2 separate regions of the Oryctolagus cuniculus genome follow, and region 2 is linked to region 1. A link is a contact called in public Micro-C data. All regions are on one chromosome and are shown on one strand. The core of a region is the stretch at or near the end of the contact, and the rest is flanking DNA. Distances in the headings are between cores, read along the strand shown.

Region 1 (6,238 bases), core at 2,853-5,352:
TTCTAACACTTCACCTCCAATCTAAAGTATTACATTCTCTTTGGTTACTTTCCCTTTAAAAAGTAAGTGCTGAACAGCAAGTCGTGCACAGACCAACTTGTTCACAAAGCACAATAAAATCTGACTGTTGGGTAACGATGATATCACAGTTTAGACTCAGTTTTACAAAGTCATACACTCATATTTTTTAAAATATGTAGACATTTAAAAAGATGAATGGATTGACATCTAGTAAAGAGATTTTTAAGAAATATATTTTTTAAATAATGTAGACATGAGACTGTAAGGGTACTTCAAAGAGTTCTTGGTGGGTCGGCACCTGTGGCACAGCTGGTTAAGCCATGAGCCACGGCCTACAGTGCCGGCATCCCATATGGGCACTGGTTCGAGTCCTAGCTGTTCCACTTCCATTCAGCCCCCTGCTAATGTGCCTGGGAAAGCAGCAGCACATGGCCCAATTATTTGGGCCCCTGCATCCACGTAGAAGCTCCTGGCTTCAGCCTGGCCATTTGGGGAGTAAACCAGAGGATGGAAGGTCAGTCTGTCTCTCCTGCTTTCTCTGTAACTCTGCCTTTCAAATAAATAAATTTTTAAAAACAAAAAATTCATAGAAAATGGAACTAATATTATGAGTTTATTTTGGTGCATGACACATTTCAATTCATGGATAATACACCTTTTCTACATACTAAGAACACTTTTTAAAAATTATTTGTTATTTGGAAGAACTAGAGCAAGAGATCTGCCATTTGCTGGTGTATTCCCAAATGGCTGCAACAGTCAGGGCCGGGATATGCTGAAGCCAGCAACCTGGGGCTCCATCCGGGTCTCCCAGGTGGGCTGCAGGGGCCCAAGTACTTGGGCCATCATCTGCTACCTTCCCAGACACATTACCAGGGAGCTGGATTGGAAGTGGAGCAGCTGGGACTCCAACCGGTGCTCATGTGGGATGCTGGTGCTGTAGGTGGCGGCTTAACCCACTGTGCCATAGCGCCGGCCCTTGAAGAAAACTTTTGTACACAAAAAATTTTTCACATCAAAATAAAGTCATACCCTTTCATTTTTCCATGTACTTTTTGAACTACCCTTGCAGATGACTCTGCAATTTAGACCCCTTTGTTTTTCCTTTCACTGACAAAGGAAGAAAAGGAAAAAATTAATATGTACCAGGATGCCTCCTATGTGCCTTTGCTTAGGGACACAAAAGCAGAAAATAACAGAATGCATTTTAAAGATACAGGTCAGCCTGACTCAAACACCCACACCCTTTCCACTATACCATGTAAGATAAAGGCAGTTTACCAACATAGTCTGTCAGCATCCCAGTTGGTGAACTTCTGTAAAGAAGCTGCTGTACTGCCCAAGGACAGAAATGGCAAGAAAGTCTTTACTCGGCGATTTACGGATTTAAGTGTCTACCTTTTGAATTTTAATCCATGACATTTAGAATTTTTTTTATGTATTTGAGAAACAGAGGGACAGAAATAGGCCGGGGGTTGCAGGGGGCTCAGGGAGAGAGAGAGGGTGCCATCACCGGTTCACTTCCCACACACCCCAGGCTAGAGCTGGGTGCCTGAACTCAGTGCTCTATCCTGGTCTCCCACGTGGGTGCTAGGAACCCAAGCACTTGAGCCTTCCTCTTGCCAGCCAGTGTGCATGTTAGCAGGAAGCTGGAATCAGGAAGGAGTCAGCACTTGAACCCAGTACTCCTGTGTGGGACGTGGGTATCTCAGCCTATACCTTCACTACTAAGCTAAACACTAGCTCCCATACCATTTTTTCTTTAGTTATCAAATAAGCCAAATTGAGCTGTTCTCTTATTGTTTTCTAAGTAATCTGTCAAAGTGGGCCATACTGTGTTCCAAGTGGAAACACTGACTTAAAAATTTCCTTAAAAATGCATTGAATGTTTATTATTTGAAAGGAAGAGAGAGAGAATAGACATCTTCCATCTGTTAGTTTACTCCCCCAGCGGCCACAATGGCCAGGGCTGGTCCAGGCCAAAGCCAGGAGCCCAGAATTCCATTTGTCTCCCACATGAGTGGCATGGGCCCAACTACTTGGGCCATCTTTGTTTGCCTTCTCAGCAACAGTAGCACGAGCTGGACCGGAAGCAGAGCAGCCAGGATGCACACCGTGCCCTGATACGGGATGCCGGCATCACAAACGGCAGCGTAGCCTTCAGTGCGCGGACACTGGCCCCAGTCAGCCAACACTCTAGGGCATGGCCGAACACATGGCATCATTTATAAAGTTAATTTCCAGATCAGACTTTTAAAAACTTACGGGAACACAAGTTTGCAATTCAGACCCTATTTCAAAGATCACAGGGCTAAGTATTTTGTTGAATGTATCAATATATAGAAATTCTAAGCCAAGAACTAATTGTGCTATTACCAGGATACATAGATACAACCGCGCCTTTGGGTACCAATCCTTTGGCAACGAAGACACCTTTTCCAGCAGAAATCACTGAGCTAGGTGCTCGGACCACACAGAAACCCAGCGTCTTATAAAGAACTTCTTCCGGCTTAAAGGTGTTCTGCGGCTGACTGTTCCCCAGCAGTGTTTCCCTTTGGTGCTGAACCGCCCACAGGTCTTGGTATTTTGATTTAACAGGTTCGGGCAGCACGGCCAAGATATCTGACTGTTTACTGAAATCATTTAAGAACAGAGCCTGGAAAAGTTGCAGTAACGTTCCTAGGACATCTTCATCTGAGAGAACTTTGTCTTTGGATTCCTCTGGAACATATCGAAGGGTCCTGGAAACGGGAAAAGTTTCTGTTGACCACCCTTGAACGATGAAGGCCGGGCTGCCCGGACGCGGCCCGGGGTACCGGCTGATGGAACCAGGCGTGTGTCCGAAGGGCACGGGACGAGGAGGTCCAGGAAGGAACTGTCAGGGTCGCCTCAGCTAAGCAGCGCCGACAATACCCGCAGCAGGAGCCTGTGTCTAGGCCCCGCGCACTGCGGCCCGGCGCTGCCAGGCCCACGCGGCTGGGCGCCTGGACCTGGTCCACCCGCGGCGTCTTCCACAGGCCTGGGCCAGCTTCCGCTCCAGCGCCGCCCGCAGTCACGTTCCCTCCAGGGGCTGCCTCGCTGGCTTCCCTAACCGGGGTTCCTGCTGCACTCCCCGTAATTCTGCGGACAGAGCGGGCGCACCTCCCGCCCCCCCACTCTGGGCAGCAAGCTAGAGACTTCGGGGAGCTCCGCCGGCAGAGACCGAGGCCCCACGCCCACCCAGTCGCCCGGGTCCTGACCCCACGCCCGCAGTTCGCACTCTGCTCGGGTTCACGCGTTAGCTCCGCACGGACTGTCTGCACAAAGATGATGCCCACAGGGCCGTGAAAATAAACCTGGTCTGGCTTTTCTGAGGAAATTCAACCTCCTGACTGTGGCTCCGCGGGGAAAGGCCACGCACTCTCACGCAGAGTCTTCTTTCTAAAGGTCTCTACTTTTGGCGCGCATACAGGGGCCCCAGCCAGTAAAGACAGCAAAGGGAGAAGCCGGCCTCGCAGGCCTCGCAGCGCGGACACAGAGGAGCAGTCACAGGCCACGCCCACCCCGGGCCAGCGCCCGCTACGGGCGCCCCGCCCGCCTCGGGGTTCACCGGCCTCAGCCCCGCCCACATCTAACCCCGCCCGCCTCAGGCTCCGCCCCCTTCGAGCCTCCGCGCGTCTTCTGGCTCCGCCGGCCTCAGACCCGCCCGCCTCGGGCTCCGCCGGCCTCAGACCCGCCCGCCTCGGGCTCCGCCCTCCTCGGGCTCTGCTGGCCTCAGACCCGCCCGCCTCTGGCCCCGCCCGCCTCTGGCTCCGCCCTCCTCGGCCCCGCCCCCCTCGGCCGGCCCTTCGGTCGCCGCTGGCTCTTGCTGCTTCAGGCTCCACCCGCCTCCTGCCCAGAGGCCCTGGCGGCGTGGTTCGTCCCGCCCGCTCACCTCGGGTTGTGGCTTAGGTTCAGCGCGATCCAAGGAACGAAGCGGTACTTGTAACGGCGCCATCGCTGCCACAGGCCCCGCAGCAGGCGGCCGGGCATGGCTGCCCCTCGGCGCCGTGACGAGGACGGCCCGGGCGCGGGCGGGCGGGCGGGCGGGGAGCAGGCGCCGCGCGGTCCCGCCCTCCTCGGTCTCCGCCCTCCGCGTCCCTGGCGCCGCCTGGCTCCTCCGCCCCGGACCGCAGAGCGCGTTTCTCCCGCGAGGAGCGCGGCCCCGGGCGCCTCGTGTCTGTCGCGGTGGCCCGGCCCCGCGTCCGCTCCCCGGGGTCCCGCGCCCTCCTCCGTCCCTGCGCGGCTCCTTCTCGTCTCTGGCGCCCTTGTCGCCCCTGGCAAGCAAGTGGCATCCTCCCCTGGACGTCGGGCCACCGCGCCCGCGTTCCTTAGTTTCCACCTCGGAGGTCCTGCGGGTACGACAGCCAGAAGTGGGGGAGCCTCTGAGCGCTCCACACTCCCCACGACGGGACGGCACGGGCAGCTTTTTAAGCAGTACCTCTATTGAGGTGCAGTCGGTCTACCTCAAGCTGCCCACACGCCAGTGAACGGCTCGGTACACCTGGGAGCTGTCGCCGGACTCCAGAGAGCGAACACAGCCGAATCCCTCCGGCCCCGGCCCCGGTCCACCGCTTTTCTGCTTCCTGTCGCTCTCGGTTAGCTTCCTTGTGATGGATCGTCCTGTTTTTATATTCCCGGATTCGACTTCGTTTAGAATTTTGCGTTTAAGTTCGCGGGAGATTACTGGCCTGTCGTTCTCCTGTAATGTCTTTTATCAGGCTTTGGAACGAAGACGGGTTAGGGCCGCTCAGCGCCAGTGGCGGCAGACGCCAGGAACCCCCTAATCACCGTTAAATCGGCGAGTGCTGAGAAATAAATGTCGTGGGGCCCGTGTTGTGGCATAGAGGGTGAAGCTGCCGCCTGTGGTGCGGGCATCCCGTATGGGTGCAGGTTCGAGTCCGGCTGCTCCACTCTGGAGCCAGCTCCCTTGTAGTGCGCCTGGGAAAAGCAGTGGGAGTGGCCCAGGTGTTTGGGCCCCTGCACCGCGTGGGAGATCGGAGGAAGCTCCGGCTCCTGGCTTGACCCAGCCCAGCGGTTGTGGCCACCAGGGAGTAAACCAATGGATGGAAGATCTCTCTGTCTCTCCATCTCTGACCTTCAAATAAATAAATAAGTCTTTAAAAAGAAAAAAGAAAGGAAATGTCTTGGTGCCAGTTTTTCAGGCTGCAAATGTGGTTTCTTTATTCTTTGCCTGAGAGAATGAATCCTAACCTAAAATCCCTACTGAACAGCTGAGATTCCGGTGAAAATTCAGGCAGATTCCAGGGGGCCTCAGGACTAATTTTGTTACGTTCCAAAGGAAATAAAAGGGGGGAAAAACCGTATCTCAAATGTCTCCCTTTATCTCTAACATCATAGTGGATATTGGCAAACGCTAGAGAGTTTTCCATCGTACTCTGTTTGGTAGCTTTTGGCATAATCTAGATTAAATGGAGTTAATCCCATTTCAGGCATATTAAGAAATAGCATACAACGAAAGTGCCTGTACAAACTTACAATGAACCAAAAAGAACTAATTGAATCCTTTCTCTTCAAAAGGAAGAGAGGTTTTTGTACATATTTCCAAGGGCTTTTTATATTGATGGATTAAAAATAATTTTTGCTTAGCTGAACAATTCGTGCCAACAACATTCTTGTAACAGACAGGAACGTGATAGGTAAGGCTGGGGTCTGCTAACCAGCCCTGTGCCCTGGCCAGTTCTGGTGCTGGCTGCCTCTCCTCCAAGTAACCGGACTCTAGTTTTCCAGCAGTGTTATTTCTGTGTATTTACATAGCTGTATGTGTCCACAGAGAAACAGTGTTTTGTGTGTTTTTAAGTGCTATGTTGGGGCCAGCGCTGTGGCATAGCAGGTAAAGCCACCACCTGCAGTGCCAGCATCCCATTTGGGTACCAGTTTGAGATCCAGCTCTCTGCTGTGGCCTGGGAAAGCAGTGGAGGATGGCCCAAGTCCTTGGGCCCCTGCACCTGTGTGGGAGACCTGGAAGAAGCTCCTGGCTCCTGGCTTCAGATCGGCTCAGCTCCAGCCATTGTGACCGTCAGCAAATGGAAGACACACTCTCTCTCTCATTCTCTCTTTCTGGCTTTAAAATAAATAAATAAATCTTTAAAAAAAAATACTATATCTGCAACTTTTTAAATTACTCAAAGATATCTTGGAAATCTAACTTTATTTCTGTGGGTCTATTTCATTTCTT
Region 2 (6,046 bases), core at 2,864-5,363, 260 kb before region 1:
TAAAAACTATCTCTGGAGTAAGCTATCTGGATAATACTGCTTGGGCTAATAATATCAACAGGGGCAATTTGAAAGAAAGCAATCATAAACAACACGAAAAAAGGTTATGTGATTTCAGTTCAAGTTCTTGATCACATTAGGTAAGGAACTTGAAAAGTCATTAAAATGAAATGTATTAAAATACAGGCTCCCCCTAGGGAAGGAGAGTAGAATGGTCTCATGAATTTTTATACAAATTCCATGTGTGGAAACTAAACTAGAAGTACTGTAACAGGTATAACACAAAATACACAGAACTTAGTCTATTCCGACAGAATGAGTTCCTGGACTTTCATCAGCTATACAGGAGGAGAAAATAAATCCCACATATGACTCTGAATCTGAGTATCTAGTTTCTTTTAGACTCCACCACATCTTTTGCCCTCCAGGAGTTAACTGAATTCAAAAATTTAGCTAAAACATCCTGTTTAGAAATAAATAAGCAATTGACAAGTAATTAAGCCATCTTCATAAAGGATATTTTCAAAAGATAACTAAATGAAATCAACTCAAATGAATTCTAGCTATACTGATTGATTCAGCAATACTAATTTCTCAAAAAACCAAATTTTAGGGATCATCTTCGAAACACTTGTACCCAAAGGCCTGATTCAAAAATATAGTAACTCAAGGTAACCAAAAACACATTCAATTCTGAAAAATACAAGCATCACTAAAAGATTATTTCTATTATAATACTCAACTTAAAAAAATGTGTTCATAAACTTTTTTTTTGGACAGGCTGAGTGGACATGAGAGAGAGAGAGAAAGGTCTTCCGTGTTCATAAACTTAATGCTAGCACAACCATACTAGAAAAAAGAAATGTACCCTCATTTTCTTAAGTTATTTTTAAGAGTTCTTATTTCAGTTTGCTCAGTTTCTCTCTGTTCCTGATAACCACTATTCTTTTTGAAACTAAAATCTTAAGGAGTAACGTGAAATACGAAATCACTTCAATACAATTTGTACAATGAAGTACAATGTTAGGAAGAGTTATGCCTTAAAGCAATTTCACAAAATATTAAAAAGCAAATCTCTATGAAAATGCTTCAAACTACATAACTCTACGCTGGAACACTAAAATCACATTTAGATAATAAATGGCCATCAAAACATACCCATTTACAATGTAAACTGGCTATACAGTCACATGAAATACTAGTTCGGTTTTGCTAGCCATTACTATGAATCTCTAATGCTTAAAGTGTATACTGACTATACAGATTTAGTTTCACACTTCAAAAACATAAAAACGTTTAAATTTTACTGTTTAAATCTGAAATATTCTTGAGCCTTGAATTTTTTTTTTCTGTATTACAATTTACTGACAGTAGTTAATAGTTGTTTTCAGAACATCCAGAAAACTAAAGTCAAGCAATACTACAAGAAACTAAAAGGTTTCCAAGAATTATCTAGCATAAATTTGACACTCATTATAGTTTACAAATGAACTTTTAATTTGCTCACCATAATAGTACTTACAAATTCCAACAGGACTGCACAGGAAGGTGTTGGTTTTTTCTCTGTAATCTTTATGTTTTCCAGTTTGATTTTTTATTTTGTATCCTCTGAAATAATATCCAAGTTCTTTGAAGATACTTAACCTATGACTATTTGACATAGAGTTACTCCAAGTCAGCTACCCATACTTCTGTTTTAAAGTTTTCATATGGCTATCTGCAGAATTAGCCAAGTTCCTTAGGTTTAAGATCAAAGTCTTCTTTATTATTCCATGTATTTGTCAGTTGTATTTATCCGCTCCAGATGAAATATCCAATTATGAGCCAAAAAGCAGAAACAAAAAGAAAATTTCACATCTGAAGAGCATTCCTAAATATCAGCAAACAGAGACACATAAGCTATCTCAATACTACCATGCTGGTGGGAAACTGCAACATCTTAAATTTCCATGTAAATAAAAGGTAAAAAGAAAAAAATTCTGTATCCTATTAATGTCTTCATTTAGAAAAGCTGTCCCATTGTGACATGAAGAAAGCCTGAGGTCGAAATTCTTAAAACTTTTAATAAAGGTAAAAATAAACTGCCACGAAACTTCAGCAATATTTAAACAGTAATCTGAAACTGCTGAAACTACTCAGTACACTAATCAAACATATCTTACAGTGTTGGCTGAAGAACACCAACAAGGGGTGGGGGGGAGGCAAAAATACCACCAGCAGAAATATTTTAACCACTTATATAATCCGTTTGAACAAAAATACTGAAGAAATGCCTGGGTGTCTTTTTAAGCAGCTTGTTGAACAGTTCACTACTGTCAATTCACTTCAGAGATGATTCGTGCCAATTTTAATAAACTTCTGGGGCAAAATTATCCAAAAACATTGTAATTCCAAAATGGCCACTTGAAATATCCGGGGCCTTTTACACAAAACCTAGAAGATGATCTTCATTATCTGTAATCCAATCACCTGCAAAAGTTATAAAAAAAAAATTACACACGAGTTCCGATTCGGAGCTAAAAATCAAACCCCACCTTAAAGAGTCAAGCTCTGGAGAGAAACTTCTGTAAAATCCTACTGCGGCCTGGCAAAGGGCTTTGCCCAAGCAGTCGGTCACTAAAAAGTCTACCCCATTAGAAAAAAGGCTGGAACTGTGCGTTGGGGCGTGGGGGGTGGGGAGGGAGGGAGAGAGGCGGCTTCGTGGAGGGCCACTGCTGATTTCAACCGGGAACGGAGTGCGGACAGACACTGGGAGATTATATAAGCAAGCGTCCTTACACTTTTTGAGTAAACAGTTCAACTATGAAACTAGCACACGAGCGTGCAAGAGGTCTTGTCTGAGTAGCCTGAGCGCACGGAAGGGAAAACAGAGACAGGTGTGCTGGCCCGGGGCAGCAGCGAGAGGAGGCTGGGTCTGCAGCGAGACAGACGCTCCTCCAAATCGCAAGGGCTCCCAGAGGCGGATTTTCCCCAGCGAGGCGGGAGAGGTGGCTGGGAAGTGACGGCGGACCGGCTGCGAACAGCGCCCGCCAGGGACGACTGCCCCGCTCGCCAGGGCAGCGGCGGGCGAAGGTGGCGATTCCCATGGCCGCGATGTTAAGCCAACAGCCTTCTCCCAAACCCGAGGGGGCGGAAGGCGCCGGGCCCCACTCGGAAACCACGGCGAGCGCGGTCCCCCCCGCCTCCATCGCACGCAGCTCCCCTCAGACCCCACCGAGCTCGGGCGGCCGAGGGAGCCGTCGCCTCGGCCGCCACCAGGTGCCCCACACCCGGACAGGCGGAGCGCCGAGGCGCCGCGGGAGGAACCGCGAAGGCCCCGGCTCGGCCTCGGCTCCCTCACTCTGAGGGGAGGAGCGGTGCAAACACAGGCGGCCCGGTGCGGGAGGCCTGACGGAGGGAAGCCGAGCACGGAAGGCGTCGGACCCGTCCCCAGCCTCAGCCAAACACCCCCCCAAGCCGCCGAGGCTAAGCCTCCCACCCCTGCCCACAACCGCCGCCTCCGCTCCACCCGGCCCGAGTCGATAGCTGGAGGGGCCTCCCCGCGCCGCCCTCTCCTCAGCCTCCGCGCTCCCCGCCGCCCCCCCCCCCCGTCCGCGGGCAGCCTCACACCTCGCGCCGCCAACGCCGCTCCCGACCCCTCAAGCCCCAACGCCGACACGGGCACCCCCCGCCTCCCCCGGACTCCGGCGCGGAGCACAGAGGACGGTGTTACCTTCTGCCCCACCAGAGGTGCCCCTGGCCTGGGGGTACCGCTGCGCTCGATCCCGGGAGGAGGTTTTCGGTACTTTGAATAATCCCCTTTTGCCGCTTTTCCCTCCCCCACAACCAGTCTCAGTCCCAAAATGGCGCCGATCCGATCCGCAATGTTCTGGGCCAAGTCTCGCGAGATCGTGGAAGGTGGTGAGGCGGGGAAGGAACCAGAGGGGTTGAGGAGAAGGGCGGGAAGGCGGGGCGAGGAGAAGAAGGAGGGAGAAAGGGTGTGGAAGAAGCTCTGCGAACGAATCTGTGGGGCGGAGCAGCAGGAGGAGCGCCTCTACCAGAGAACCTTCTGGCCCAAGCAACCGCTCACGCCCCGGTCCGAGAAGCTCCGCCCTCTACGTCGAGCGACTGGGGGAAGGGAGGGGCGTGGCCAAGCCTGGGGGCGGGGCCCCAAGGAGCCCCCGGAGGCTGGGACGTGCTGGGGGCGGTGGCTCCGCGCGGTGACGTCAGGAGCAGCTGGAGTCGGGGATTACCCCCTGCTGCTGACGTGCGGACGGTGAACAATCGGGAACGTTCGGTGGAAGGGGGAATTCCCCGCCGCTCCCGGAGGAGCCCCTCCTCCCGCCCCTCCCCCGGCCCGGGCCGCCGCGAGCCCGCGACGGTGACCGGGCAGCGCCGCGCCGGCTGCCGGCCGCGTGGGCTCGGGGGGCGCGCGCCGCCGCCGCGTCTGCCGCGGCGCGAAACTCTGAGGAGCCGCGGAGCGCGGCGGCCGCCCAGGCGCCTGCGAGCCGGTGCGGGAGGGATGGGGCGCCCCGAAGCCGTGGCCCTGCGGCGCGCGCCGGGCACGAGTGGCCACTGGACACGGTTGTGCGGATTATTTCTGTCTCCCCTCACGCGACAGTGGGTGGGTTATTCAACAGAGGTCTCACGGCTCGTTTTCTGATGAACGGTGCGGTAGTGACAGTGTTTCCGGCGGTGGTAGCTTTGGCCTCACTCTGCAACCTGGGAAGCTGGCCTCCGGGAGGAAGCGGGCCCACGTGGAAGGTGGAGGGAGGCTGTCTTAACGAGGAAAAATCCGGAAAACAGAAAGTGTTTGGCTCTCCGCCCTCCCCCAGGCCACGAGAGCTGCCTGCGCGGAAACTTTATGGTCCTTTTATGTGCATTATGGGACTTGTAGTTTAATGGAGTGCTTCTGCAAGCCCCTGAAAGACCGCTGGAATGTAAACGCACCGAAATTTACACCTCCCAACCTTTTATTTTAGTCCTCGTCGGGCAGGCGGCCACTTTTGGCAATTAATGGATGCCCCGCTGGGCGTGAAGGAAAACGAATTAACACTCCTTGGATGCCTGTGTGTGCCAGGCAGGCTAATCCTTACAGCAACATCTGAGGCGGCTGCTTCTTCCCCCCTTTTGCGAATGCAGACTGTGCCGAGTAAATGTTTGTGCGATATGCAAATTGGGTACCATAACTGTCCTATAACCAATGTAAACTCAAACTCTGGGTCTTTTTTTTAAAAAAAATTTATTTTATTTATTTGAAAGATAGTTACAGAGAGAGGTAGAGTCTTAATCCTTGGTCTTCGCACCACACCACATTCCCCTGTTCTTGTCGGGAGAAGAGGACCTGGTTATGCTTTTCTTTCTAAGCACAACGTCAAACCAAGCAATAATAAAGGAAGAATTTGATTTAAAAATTTGATAAAACAAATTGCACCTTTATATGACAGAAGACAATATATTGAGAAACAAATAGCAAGATGGAGAAACAATTCTAAGGTACAACAACCACGTTAATATTTAATTATGTATGTTTGCTTACTATCCCTAGTATCTAATTTTGATTCATGTAACACATAGGTAAGTCAACAGCTCTTACAAACGATCAAGAAAAAGATAACCACACCAATTCTTTTAAAAACTCAAAAGACAATGCACAAGCTAGTCATGAGTCATGTATGCAGAGGTAATGAAATGTATGTTCATGTCTATGAATAGGTATTCTACCTCACTAGGAAAAAAGGTGAAATAAAGTAAAGCTAACAGTGATGTACCACTTTCTACCTAGCATATTGGCAAATATTCAAAAAGACAAGCCTCGATGAGCGTATAAAGACCACTTATTTGTATTAAACGTGTCATGAATGAAAATCTACAGATTTTCCTCCAGATCATTTGACTTTCATAATTTTTTAAATCTTTAAAAATACTTTCTCCAGGTATTTTACATCCTCAGATTTATTTTAATAAATAGGATGAGCAGGTAGTGTTGTGCAGGAAGCTGCTGCTTGCAATACTCACACCCCACATCAGAGTGCCAGCTGAGTCCCAGCAGCTCCTCTTCTGATCT

The links. A called contact is a pair of places that touch in the nucleus more often than the background predicts.
Region 2: a Micro-C map of ear pinna shows a contact between it and region 1, with 3 times the contacts expected there. The contact joins the promoter of GPBP1 here to the promoter of SETD9 in region 1. A contact is called at or near these places in 2 of 6 Hi-C or Micro-C datasets (ear pinna and skin fibroblasts).

Annotation. Positions count from the first base shown.
Region 1 is chr14:77,588,887-77,595,124 of mOryCun1.1, reverse strand. It overlaps SETD9 (SET domain containing 9), which reads right to left and starts at 4,102. Exons shown (of 6, transcript XM_051853774.2): 1 at 3,935-4,102; 2 at 2,398-2,762. The coding sequence starts at 4,032.
Region 2 is chr14:77,849,312-77,855,357 of mOryCun1.1, reverse strand. It overlaps GPBP1 (GC-rich promoter binding protein 1), which reads right to left and starts at 4,113. Exons shown (of 12, transcript XM_002714045.5): 1 at 3,713-4,113; 2 at 1,523-2,469.